Linked DNA regions of Anas platyrhynchos: region 1 is linked to region 2. The links are chromatin contacts, called in public Hi-C maps. All regions are on one chromosome and are shown on one strand. Each heading gives the region's core, a stretch centred on a gene start, on an enhancer-like site or on the middle of the called end of the contact. The rest is flanking DNA. Distances are from core to core; before and after follow the strand shown. Region 1 holds the start of IFRD1 (interferon related developmental regulator 1). Region 2 holds the start of TMEM168 (transmembrane protein 168).

Region 1 (6,649 bases), core at 353-2,852, 130 kb before region 2:
GTCACATTTTGTAATTTATTTCCATTGTCTGAGTCTAGTAATACCCTCTTGAACATCAGCAGCTGCTTTTCCCACTTGAGCCACAACTTTTTCTCCTCCCCCCCCCCAGGGGTTTTGCCTCCACCTGCCCTGGTTAGACCACACTTGTTGTTCCGGCTGTCACACCTCCAAGAAGTACAAGGTTCAACCTAATCCTTGCTGGCAGCTTAAGACAGCATTGTTTTGAGACGAGGGCACCAGCACGAAGGCGACAACTTCACTTCAGTCCGGGCCAACTGGTCAGCCTGTACCTGCGAAAGTAACTTATGCATTAAGAGAGCAGACATACAGGAAGGTGTTAGGACACGGCTGACCTTAATAAAACGGTATTGGCACCTTGCATTTAAAGCACACCGACCACACAAGTTTGCTCGGCTGCTATTAGCTGTTGCTTATTCAGCTCCCCTGTTCTAATACTGAGTCTTGCGTACCCAGGGGTGCAGTTACACCTCCTGGATTTAATTAAAACTCCTCCACCTACTTACCTGGAAGGCTGTCTTTTTCCCTAACATTTCACAGGAACTGTCTTGAAGGAGAAAAATTGGTGCCTCTGAGACACTCTTGTGCTGCCCTGCACGCAGGCAGTGCTTACCGACTTTCATCCTATTTTTTTAACAGGATTTTAAAAGAAATGAAGTGAGTGGGCCTATTTCAGCAACTCGTCTCTCGCATGCCCCACAGGGAGTTGTTCACTAGGAGACTCCCACGGCACTGCAGCAGGCCCTACCAGCACCCCAAATATCAAGCTGATAACCAGTAACCATTTTCCAGAAGCAGACGCTGAAGCTATTACCCTTTGCTCACTCAGCACACACAAACAGCTCGCTAAGCCCCTTTATTTAAAATAATTCCTTTATTTTCCACGTAGTGTTTACACAGAATTGTTATGAAAGCTTATTTTTCTAGAAGCTGCCGTGTGAACGTGCTTTGTGTGAGGGGACTGAGGTAATGCTGCCACCGCCACACCTGAGGCAACTTTTTGGCGCGCTCTGGGAAATCACCCTCTGCCCCTCAGCACGGTGCGCGCCTCAAACGTTCGTGTTTGGGAAATGTTATCGTTTAACCTCTTGTTGGTGGATGGGAGTGTTGTTACTGGGCTCAGCAGAAGACAAAAAGTAACATTTTGGGGTACGATTCACATTTTAAGTTTTACACCACGTGGGCTTTCCGTATAGATACAGACGGCAATAAGGATTTCTGGGCGGTTAGCGTGAAAAAACACGATTAATTCCTTCCTACTGCCACCAGAAGCGTGTTTTATTCCCTATTTTCACAGCGTGTCCCTTCTGACAAAAAAAAATAAGGATAAAAACCCGTTTTTTATTAAATTCGCGCCCGCCACGCGCGCAGAGCCCGGGCAACCCCCTCCCCCCCCCCATTCCCGTCAGCCGAGCCCGCCGCCCCCAGCATGCCCCGCGTCACGGCGCCGCTGACGTCGCGGGCCCCTTCCGCGCGGCCGCGTCACGGGTTTCGCGCGGCCGAGCCGGGCGCCGCCCGCTGATTGGTCGAGGCGGCGGCGCGGCGCTAGGCCCCGCCCCCTAGGCTATAAAAGCGGCGCCGGGCGCCCCCTCGGCGCCTTTCGCCCCGGGTGCCTGAGAGGAGAAAGATGCATCGACTCCGCTCGCGGGCCTCCACGGGGATTTCTGCCTTCGCCGCCCGTCCGTCCTCCGCCTGCCGCCGCCAATCCCCTCCGCTGCCCCGGCCCGGGAAGGCCGCCTCGCAGAGACGTTGGAGTAAAAAGCCCGCCTGCTCCTCCATCGGCTGATCCTCGGCCCTGCCCGGCCAGGGGGGGAGCGCGGACGCCGGCAGCCGGCCGGAGGGAAGGGCAGCGCGCGGGGAGCCCGCCGGGACCAGCGCCGCCGCGGCCATGCCCAAGGCCAAGAAGCGGGGAGGCGCCCACCAGCGCGGCGCCGGTGAGACGGTGGGGCCGGGGCGGGCCGGGAGCGGGGAGCGGGAGCCGGGCCGGGAGCCGCGGGGCCTCCGTGAGGCGCCCGCCGGGCCCGGGCTCCGCGCGCCGGGGCGGGGCCGGCGCTGACAGGAGCCGGCTCCGGGGCCGCCGGGTCGCGGGCACTGCGCATGCGCCCGGGGGGGTGCGGGGAGGGGGGGGGAAACGGGCCTGGAGGCGGCGGCGGGGCCCGGCCCGCGGGGGGAGGGGGGGGGCAGGGGGGGAGGGCTGGCCGCAGTTTGGGGGGAAATACCAGGGGTTTGGGGCTAAAAGGGGGCTGTGGGGAGTGCTCGGTTTGTGTGGAGGCGGGGGTGTGGGAAGGAGAAGGGGTCGCGGTGGCTGCAGGGCGGGGAGGCTTTGTCACGGCTGTCACGGCCCTGACCCAAACCGCGCGGGCAGCTTCCAGCATCCTCCTGCGGCCGCTTTTACACCCATCTGTGCTGGCTATTGCCGTGCTGCCCTCTGGGTCTGACACCACTAGGAGTGTGAAGGTGGCTGTGCCAGAGCTCTGAGCTTTGCGTGTTCTCCACCCCTGCAAGCACACTCGTGTTTGCCCCCTGTAACCATAGGAAACACCCCGAGTGTGGGCAGTGTGACAGCCAGACGTTTAGGGCCTCGTAAGCATCCAGAGTGAGAATCCAGCCTTACTGGAAAACGCTCACACGTTGATCAGCTCAGGCTTGGTTCTGCCTAAATAAAAAAGCTTTGCTGGAGTCTTGGTCGTCAGGAAGTCTGCCTGAGACAGGCAAGCATTGTGTGCTGGCCTCTGATGTAATTTTTCTGGTACAATTGCCTCCAAATAAAGTGGAAGAGTAAAATTCAGAGTTCAATGGAAGGCATCTGGAAAGGCTGTTGGACAAACAACGGTAAAATTGTTATTTTTTCATATTCAACTTCAGTAGATACAGCTAGAATAAGGCAATAGTAGGCCATATTATAAAGAATAAGGCAATACAGTAGAATAAGGCACTAATAGAGCATACAGTATTACCAGCTCAAACTTGCCCAATTATTACTGCTCTAAAAATAAGATACAGACATGAGAAGCTCTAGAGATGAGTACAAAAGGCAATAATGATGCTTTCTTAAAAAAGACTGAAGTTACTAAAAAGAGGCCTTCTTAAAGGGGGGAAAAATATCTTATTGCAACTTTGATGTTTTAGCTTCTACTAAAAATGAGCTAAGACTACAACTCTTTCAGCTTGCTTGGAACATAAATCTTAACAGCTGGAGCAGTTGATCAGAGCGTAGGCCTGCATGTTGCTGATAGTGCACATACTGCACTTAATCCAGTAAATCCCACGTTGAACTGGGTAATGTATGTTTGCCTACACTTCTAACCTAGACCAGCTTGAAGTCTGGCAAATTTGAAATGTAAAGACTGTGGCAAGTTTTCAGGTAGCTGTTCCTAACAGTTAATATAAAGCTATTTTTAGGGCACAGTCACAGGAGAGTGCAGTAACGTGACTTTGGTTACAGAATAATCCTAAACCTAGAGTTAGGAATGCTACCAATACTTGGAAAACTAGGTGGGTTCTTCCCTACTGTTCACATGTGATTTTCCAGAGCTGAGCCCAACAAGTCTTCTGGACAGGTGGGAATAAAGGAGGAGGTAGAGGGCAGGACACGTGCTTTGGGTCTGGATCAGAGCGAGTGGGTGTGTTGAGAGGATTAAATTCTACTTTTGGTATCCAGATCTTTCTTCTGTGTTCAAGTTACTGACCAGTTGTGTTCATCTTTCTTTAAGGTGGTCAGCCCAGAAATGTGCAGCCTTTTAGTGATGAAGATGCTTCAATTGAAACTATGAGCCACTGCAGTGGCTTCAGTGATCCTGCTAGCTTCACTGAGGATGGTAAATTCTTCAATTTTTATCTTCCTCCTTTATTATTAGGCTACTTTCTGCGGGAATTACAATCTTTAGAGACAAAAAATCAAGGTACACTGCAAAAAAATAGTGTTACAGGGGAGGTGGGAGAGTTCGAGATGGAGTGACTTGCACTTAGTGGTTTGGGGTGAGGTTTGTACTGTGGAAGACCACAGTGTCTGTGTAGGCAGCAGCTTGTCTTCTCCACAACCTGGGCTGTTGTTAATGACCTCTTGTTGGGAGGAGAGGACCTGAAGGCCTGCTCCTGCTTCAGGGGGATGAGCCTGGGAGCCTCCCCTGTGAATACGTGCAGTACCTGTACCCAAGACACTGTGTGGAATATCCCCCTGTGTGCCAGAGGTAGAAACGGTGGACAGGATGAAAATGTACTGTTGGCCGGAAGGGTGCTGGTCTGTCAGTTGTGCAGAGCTTATGTAAGAGCCAATTAAGCCCTGCATTCATTCTTAGAACATGTAATGAGTAGGTACAGAAACAGCACGGGTGTATCAACTGGTCAGCTTTCATAAGAGGCAGTTCAATGTAGTTGTAATACTGAACAATTCTGTTGCTGTTGTCTATGCTGAATGACTTATTGGTACTAAAAATGTTCAGTGTTAGATACTAATGTGTACACTAAAAATATGTGTCTAAATCAATTATTTCTTATGGACTAGGGCCTGAAGTTGATGAAGAAGCCACTCAAGAAGACTTAGAATACAAATTGAAGGGATTTATTGATCTTACATTGGACAAGAGGTACAGTATGCTTTGAAAAATTGAAGAAATTAATTTATACGTTTGGTGGCTTCCTGATAAAATAGGGGAAGTTCTTTGCTTTCTGAAACTGTTTATTTCACATTGGAGAGGACTTGCTTTTCTTTTGGATCTGAAAAGCCTACCAAGTGCTTAGATAAGTGAGACTCAGACTTTCCTAAGAGCTTCAAGTAGATTAACTTTATTTCTAGCCTGTTGTGCTATTGTGAGCTGTGATTCCAGCCTTGTGCTGGAACTTTTCACTCCTTGAGGGAAGGAGATAATTTATAACACTTCATGCTTTATAGTACCGCAGTGGGTTGCTCTCTCTTGGGACCAGACAGATGTAGACTACGGTAAAATCAAAGGCTGAGCTTTAACTGGCGTTGATTTCAAGAAGTTTTCATTCTTTCTTTTAACAGTGCCAAAACAAGACAAGCAGCACTTGAAAGTCTGAAAAGTGCATTTTCTTCTAAAATATTATATGAATTTATCATGGAAAGGAGAATGACACTAACTGACAGCATTGAGCGCTGCATAAAGAAAGGTAAAGTGCTTGCTATTAGGAAGCTGTCATGCCAATGACATGCCTTGTTTGTTTGGAAGAAGTGTGTGAGGCTTCTCTAGTACTTTGTAGTACTTAATTTAGTTCTGTTTACAAAATTCCTTTTCTGAATTTGGATGGCATATTTTAAGTGACCTCAAAAATTAACTGAAATTACCTTCCGTCATTCTGTTTGGTTTCTGAGTTTCCACTTAAAGGTTTTCAAACTAATGCCTTTAACTGAAGGGAGGAGTGCACGGGGTGATCACTCACCACAGTGTGTTAATGTCTAGGTAAGAGTGAGGAGCAGTGTGCAGCTGCCGGACTGGCATGTCTCCTGTGCGTGCAGATGGGGTCAGGCATTGAAAGTGAGGAGATTTTTAAGACCCTTGGTCCGGTTCTGAAGAAGATCGTCTGTGATGGAACAGCCAGTGTCCAAGCCCGGCAGGCCGTAAGTCTTGGAAGGTTAAATGCTTCTTGCCATTGAGGGGCAGAGGGCAGTTTTAGGCAGTCTCACTATTGTGTCATCCAGAAGTAAAGGTTACTGCACTGGTGTAAACACCTCATGTTGACGTATGCTCAGGGTGATACATAGCAAATTTCACTGTCTCAGAGGAACTCCACCTAAAGCTTGAATGTTATTCTCCCCTTTAACCTAGGAACGCTGCTGGAGAGCTGTTATAGCTAGTATTTTTGTGCATTTCTTAACTTGCAATATTGCACTCGCCTTAATCGCAGTTCTGAGGGCTGAGTGACACAGGACACGTTTTCAGATTGTCAGTTCTTTCAGGCCATGCTGTTACCTTTGTTCTTGGGCGATTTTGTTTAACTCCTTTAGAAAAATGTTTTCCCTCTGGCTGTGCCTTCCTATATTTATATTTTATATTTATAAAATAGTATCCGTCCTTTGGAAGAGGAAATAGCTCAATAGCAGTTGTTTCTACAAACAAAAGCTTGCTCTGGCATTTAGTGTGATCTTTGAGTATAGTTTTGGATACTGTGTGGTTTTGTAGAGCAAATGTCACTTTGGAAAGAAAATCCTATTTATTGTAAGGAGAAGTGGAACAGAATTGGGGTAATAGGGAAGAGACTTGTGGGACCTTACAATAAAAGTTGGGTAGTTCCAAGAAAGGCTGTTGAAGTCAGTGTTCTCACGCCATATAACTAATAGTGGGCAGAGGGAAAAGTTTCCTACAGCTGTAAATAAATGCCATATGTCCATTACTATTTTTAATCTGTATAATTTTACTAGTGGACTCTATGGGGATTTAAAATAAATGGACAAAGGGAGTGCTATGTGTAGGACTTGTAAGATGTTGAACAGAACATGAAAAGTGAATGCTTGAGAGTGGCATATGTTGTAAAACCATCCTGAGAGAAAACAGGAAGTGAGATCTAACTATTGTGAAGGAGCTGGATTAAGCAATCTTGAAGACTAAGGCTTTAATCTCGAGTCTTCATTACTCCAGCTGCCACATTTCAAATGCCGTATTTAAAGACTTTG
Region 2 (5,819 bases), core at 1,161-3,660:
TTCATTTATAATGCTGAGGGAAGTATTAAAGGACACTTTGACTGAAACTCCTAAGACTTCGTTCTCTCTCTTCATTTTTATATTTATTATTTTTTTTAAGTCAGTGAACAACAAAAGTGTGGGACTGATTTGCCTATCTGCTTTGGCTTCTCTGAAGACTGACACGCCGTATCAAACCAGCTTACGTAACTGGTGCAGTGACAAACCAGGCCTAGGGAATCCTAGTTTTAAAATTTGAAAATATATATTATCAATATTAAGTAATTATCTTAAATACCTAAGATACATTACAAATATTATTTGGAAAGAACTGTACTTTAAAAGTCTGTTTAATTAAAACAGCATACATACGAACTACTCAAAAGGGATGGTTATTACACAGTGCCATTACAAGTTCAAGTTCTTTGAACTTCAGCAATGCTTTTTCTTAGCTCTCATTACTATTAATGTTTGATACATATCAATTTAATTCTGAACTGCCTAGACACTTAAGATCTTGTAATATTTCTCCCCTCACCTAGTGGAATACTTTCAACCTTTCCTTTATTTCCTACTTCATACAGACAGCACAGCTCAGTTTGCTATCATATTGCTGGTGGCACTATATCAGGTTATTACAGCACTGGTTTCGCTCTTGTATTCCTGTAATACAAACAACACTCACGTTACAGACAACCGGAGCCATTTATTTAAACTCCTGCGTGTCTTCTCCCCCCACACCAAAGTCACCAGTTAGCTCACATTGAAACTGTGAGTATGGAGGTGTGATTTCATGTTTTCTTCCCTCTCTCAGTACTGATACTTGACTGCTGCTATGTTGTCCCATTACCTCGCTCACTGAACCTTTCTGGAATCCCTCCGAGACGAGGGACTGCTGCTGCTGTAAGTGTGCGTGCAGACAACAGCCTCACACAACCCACCAGACCAGCCCACGTACAAAAGGCGTAAGCTCCCGACGAATATCCAGCTTAAAATTCTGCCGCTGTCACTAAATCCTTTTTGGGTAGGATCAGTGCAGAAGCAACACCACCACCCCCCAGCAGGCAAGCAGCCACTCTGAGGGGCAGAAACCCTCTGCCCAGTTCAGCGCGTTGCTGGCAGCAGGTCATGAGAAATGTGGCACAGACGCTGCTGGTGCTGCCATCGATGTGCCTGCACAGGGTGCCAGGGCAGGAAACACACGCGTGTTTGGAGCAGAAAGGCTCAGCAAGCGCTGAGTTATCTGCAAAGTGACAGCTCGGACCTTAAATTTGACCTCCTCTTCCTGGCTTTCCGCTGAATCTGCAAAAAGATGGGCTAGTAAACCCTGCTACTGACCGTGAATGTCCTCTGAACCAAATCATGTGGTCAACTTTTTGGTCAGAAGAAGAAAAAGTAGCGTTTTTGTGGTTTACATATCGCATCTCGCGGATATCACCAACCTGCAGTAACACAGCAACTCCAATGGGAAACTCCTGGAGCCGATTTATTCTTTACAATGCAACTCTTCGCTACTTTTGTCACTTGTTTGTGCTTATATTTTGAACAAAGACAGTTCAAAGTTTACTTATTTATTTATTTTTTCTTCAAAGTAAGGGCCTTAATGTTTCAGGTTGCATCATCCGCGTTAAATGTTTGAGCAAATCGAACTTAGACACAAAGCAAACAGAATGCGCGCCTTTCTTTTTGAACGCTCATCAATTTGTGCAAGCCTGCGGTTTTAAACTGAACCTAAACCCAGATCTAAACTTAAGCTCAACTATCCAAGAGCCTCTCTATAGATACTCAGGAACAGCGTTCCCAAAGCAGTTTTTAACGTGATTTGCAGGAATCACAAGGAAAGCCCAGGAAAGCAGCTTTGGTAGTGTACCAGCAGCTGGCTTCGAGTTGGGGTGAGACCTCTGGAAACTGGACAGTGACAGTCTCTTGGCTGGAGCTGGCCTCCTCTTTTATTCACCCACTTTCGCCCAAGTTTACAACAAAAGCAACTCCGGGAGACTTTATAAACCAAAAAAGCAGTATTTATGCAGAGCATCACCTGAGTGCCTCAGGCCGCCGCGGGCACCCGCCTCGGCCAGGGCAACGCGCCCGGGGGGTCCCGGCGGGGCACCACCACCCGCCCCGACCCCCAGCTCCCCAAATCCCCCTTCCCAGAGCCCAGCCCCCCCTGGGGCTCCCCGCCGAGCCGGTGCCGAGCCCCCCGCTGTGCCCCAGCCCCGCCGTGCGCCCCCTGCCCCCGCCGGCCCGGCCTCACCTCCGCGGGCGTCCCGGCCACTCCCCGCCCCCCCGCGCAGCGCCGCCGCCATCTTAGGGCTGCGGCGGCCCCGCTACGGGCAGCGCGGAGGCTCAAACGGCGCCGCCCGGGCGCTGCCCGAGCCCCGGGCCCGGCCCCTGAGAGGGCTGCGGGGGGATCCCGGGAGGCTGGGGCGAGGTGCTGGGGGGGGAGCGGGCACCCCCGCCGCTCCCCCGCGGTTAGAGGAGGTGGGGATGGGGGTGCTGAGCCCCCCCCCGCAGCCTCACGCAGGGAGAGTCGAGCAGCGGGGCGATAGGAGGGGGAAACGCGCCCTGCCCGGCACACAGGCACAAAATGGAAGGCGGGGGGGGGGGAGGCAGCCGGACACACGCCCAGCCTGCTCGGGGCACGCAAGAGGGAACGCAGATCCTGGACGGACTCGTTCCTCCCAAGCTAAAAGGCTTGTTTTACACAAAATGCCAGCCGTGTTTCATGCACAGCCCGCCTTGGCAAGCGCAGCCAGGTGGGTGCGAGGAGAAGCCCGTAGACCCTAACGGTGCCACTGCCCCCACTGCCCACACAGGCACAGCAGCGGGAGCGGAGCTGGAAGCGGAGACAGGCTGCAGGCTCCTGGCCCTCCTTCCTGGCACCCCTCCATGGCGGGTAACCCCCTGCTTCCCGCAGGCAGTGCTGCCTGGCAGCCGCTGGCCACGCCAAGAGCTGGAACTTGGTCACGCTTTCTCTTCTTCCCGAAGCTGCTGGGCAGCTGAGTCACAGGAACCCCTCCTAAACCCTCTTCAAAATTTAAATAAAACTACCCAATACTCTTAAAAATTATTATTTTAATCTGTTTCCTTTAGAAGCACCTGCTACAGATGCTGTGATAGCATCATGAAAAACTCCTACTTAACACTGTGTTTCTTTAACTTAGGGATACACTTCAAGCAACTACTGGTTGAGCTTCCTAGATGACACTTTATTTGAAACGTAAGAAAAAGCAACTAAGTTTCAATGCAAGTTTGCTAAATGCAACCCTTCTAAAAGTCTTCCTGCTGTTCCACAGGTATAAAACAATGAATTTAAAGTGAGAATAAAGGAGCAGGAACCTGAACAACCCAACTTTGCAAGGAATCAAAGATGCACTGTGCATTAATGGAGGTATGATTAAAAGTACTTTTAATAATCACTTCCAAAGGCAAGTCAGCAAGTCTCCCTGAAGCAGAAAAGGTTAGGAAAATTCTGTGAAACGATGCTTTTTAATCTTCACTGTTAAGCAAGGGATCCAGAATACATCAGCTAAGCTCCACAGTGCTAGGGGCACACTTAAGTTCTGCTGAAATTTAATTTTCTTACAATTTTGCCCTGATTACGAGCCTTGCATTTTCAGTTCTTTGGATTGCTTTTCCCACTGCCATCCTTTCACAGCACCTGCACAACTCAAAACCATCATGTGGAGGAATACAGGGATGACTTCAAAGGGCAAACTTACCGCAGCTGCTGCAAAGATATTTCAGAAGGACAGAGGGGAAATTAAGAACCTCTATAATGGAAAGAGGAACTCTATTACTAAGTGGTCACACTATAAGTAGGCAGAAAATAAATATGATACAAAATCAACTAGAGGAACTCCTGAAAGATGTCCATAAAGCTCATGTCACAACTAAGATGTAGAAATTTAGTACATGAGTTTCAACTTAACTTCTTTACTAGATTCCAGTTTATAAAACAAACCCAGACAAACCCAAGTGTTTTCTTGAAAATAAGAACTATGCATTGGTTTTATTGGGCTTCAGTGTAAACCAACTGCAAGAGAAAAAAAAAAAAAAACAGAACACCCACATATCAAAGAAACAGGTCTTTTTTTTTTTTTTTTTAATAAATGTGCTTTGTTCACAAAAAGTAGTGACATGAAGACAACAAAAATGCAAATACATTTTTTTTTTCTTCTCCAGCACCTTAAGAACGAGAGATTTGTGTCATCTCTTGCCCAGTCAAAATTTTCAAACATTTCATAACCTAGAAACATTCCTCTTGCACCAAAGCGAAATATCCAACAACTCCCACTATCACTAGTATTGTTCAGGGAGGTGTAAGTATTTATGCAAAACTGACTTTCATTCTCCACAATTCACTGTCCCTTGTAAAAAACAAAAACAAAACAAAAAAACACTTCAGGTATTTAGAATAAGCAGCAAGAAAACCAAGCTGTTACAAATCTCAGGTCCCTAAACCACAAATACAATGGTGTCAACAAGCTGCCAAGAAGGCCTAGAATTTAAATAATTATGTTTTAAACTCTTTAAAGATAAATCTTGGCTCATTTGTATGAATCACAAACCGATTTACATTGGCCAATGCCAACATTTCTGTCAGCTGGTACACAACTTTTTTTTTTTTAGAGGAATATAAATTAAAATGCTAGGCAGACTTCAAAGCATGTGCAGATTAGATTTCTAAAAAACAGATGAATTTATAGCACCAATAGTTTAACACTAGCATTGCTGGAGTCAGTGAAAGAAGAGAGGTTTTGACTGATGAATGTTTTAGTGAAATGGTAAAGCAGTAGATGCAAACACTGAATTACAGCTGGTTTTGAATCTGTTGTATATTTCATTAGGTATTTTCCATAAAAATTAAGTCAACCATAGTAACTTGTCCTTTTTTTTTTTTTCCTAAACACAAGCTGTATAGGTGTTTGGTTTGTATACAACTATATCATTCAGATTGAATAACAGTTTTGAATCAGATGTTTGGGTACACTTTAAATTTATGAAAAGAGACACAGAAAGCTTATGTTTAAGAATAAAGCATTGCAGTCCAGTTCGTGTTTGAGTGTAAGCAGGACCAATACAGTATGACTCTTTGTAGGAAATTGTATACAAGAAAAAACAGACAGGTCAAACTGGCACTTTCAGTGCAAAACTTCAATGGAAAGTTTCCATTTTTGTAGCAACTACTGTTAAATCCACACTAATACTTCAGTTTGCCTGGTAACATCTGTATTATAAAAACAACATGGCAGATTGAAATGGTGTAAGGTGTGTTTCCAACTATGAAACTTTACACTGTATTTTCTACCATGTTGCTGCTGTCAGTCTTAAATCCATGATGTAGCACCTAGTTCCAATCATTTGTGATAGGCACTCACTTACAGATTTTAAAGCCTAACATTCAAATTTGAAAATTCTGGTCATTTTTAAATAGAGGGCAATCTAAGCTAAAGTAATACTGAATCCTCTATTTTTAAATGCTGAACAGATTTTTTTTTCCTGCAAAGTACTCACAAATTTATTACACGATTTAAAAAACTTCATAAACATAAACCACTTGGTTTACCTTCTTACAGTGCAGACCAGTTTTCAGACAGCTATGGGGTTTTCATTTAACTAAAACAGAAGACTGGGGTCCAAATAAGCAAACAAAATAGTGTATGTTAACTTCACTTGTGTGGTCTGAATATGTCTTTTGTGCAAATACACATGTCCTTGAAAATCTTGTGAAAATGTTCCTTTTTTATTAAACAAAATCAGTCTGTAGTTATCATACAATTGTTCTTAATTGTAGACCACCCAACTTAAAGTTTGTTTTAAAACACATAAATAATTTA

The links. Hi-C and Micro-C count contacts between places; a contact is called where the count stands out from the background.
Region 1: a Hi-C map of liver shows a contact between it and region 2, with 5 times the contacts expected there. The contact joins the promoter of IFRD1 here to the promoter of TMEM168 in region 2. A contact is called at or near these places in 3 of 8 Hi-C or Micro-C datasets (liver, skeletal muscle and subcutaneous adipose tissue).

The regions. Positions count from the first base shown.
Region 1 is chr1:28,592,934-28,599,582 of IASCAAS_PekinDuck_T2T, reverse strand. It overlaps IFRD1 (interferon related developmental regulator 1), which reads left to right and starts at 1,602. Exons shown (of 12, transcript XM_027457370.3): 1 at 1,602-1,952; 2 at 3,732-3,836; 3 at 4,523-4,604; 4 at 5,024-5,148; 5 at 5,439-5,596. The coding sequence starts at 1,907. It overlaps LOC106014344 (a long non-coding RNA gene), which reads left to right. Exons shown (of 3, transcript XR_011807019.1): 3 at 1-1,107.
Region 2 is chr1:28,462,382-28,468,200 of IASCAAS_PekinDuck_T2T, reverse strand. It overlaps TMEM168 (transmembrane protein 168), which reads right to left and starts at 2,410. Exons shown (of 5, transcript XM_027457397.3): 1 at 2,234-2,410. LOC140001608 (a long non-coding RNA gene) reads left to right here and starts at 2,579. Exons shown (of 4, transcript XR_011807013.1): 1 at 2,579-2,735; 2 at 3,144-3,199; 3 at 3,276-3,370. SAMTOR (S-adenosylmethionine sensor upstream of mTORC1) reads right to left here. Exons shown (of 5, transcript XM_027457409.3): 5 at 4,055-5,819.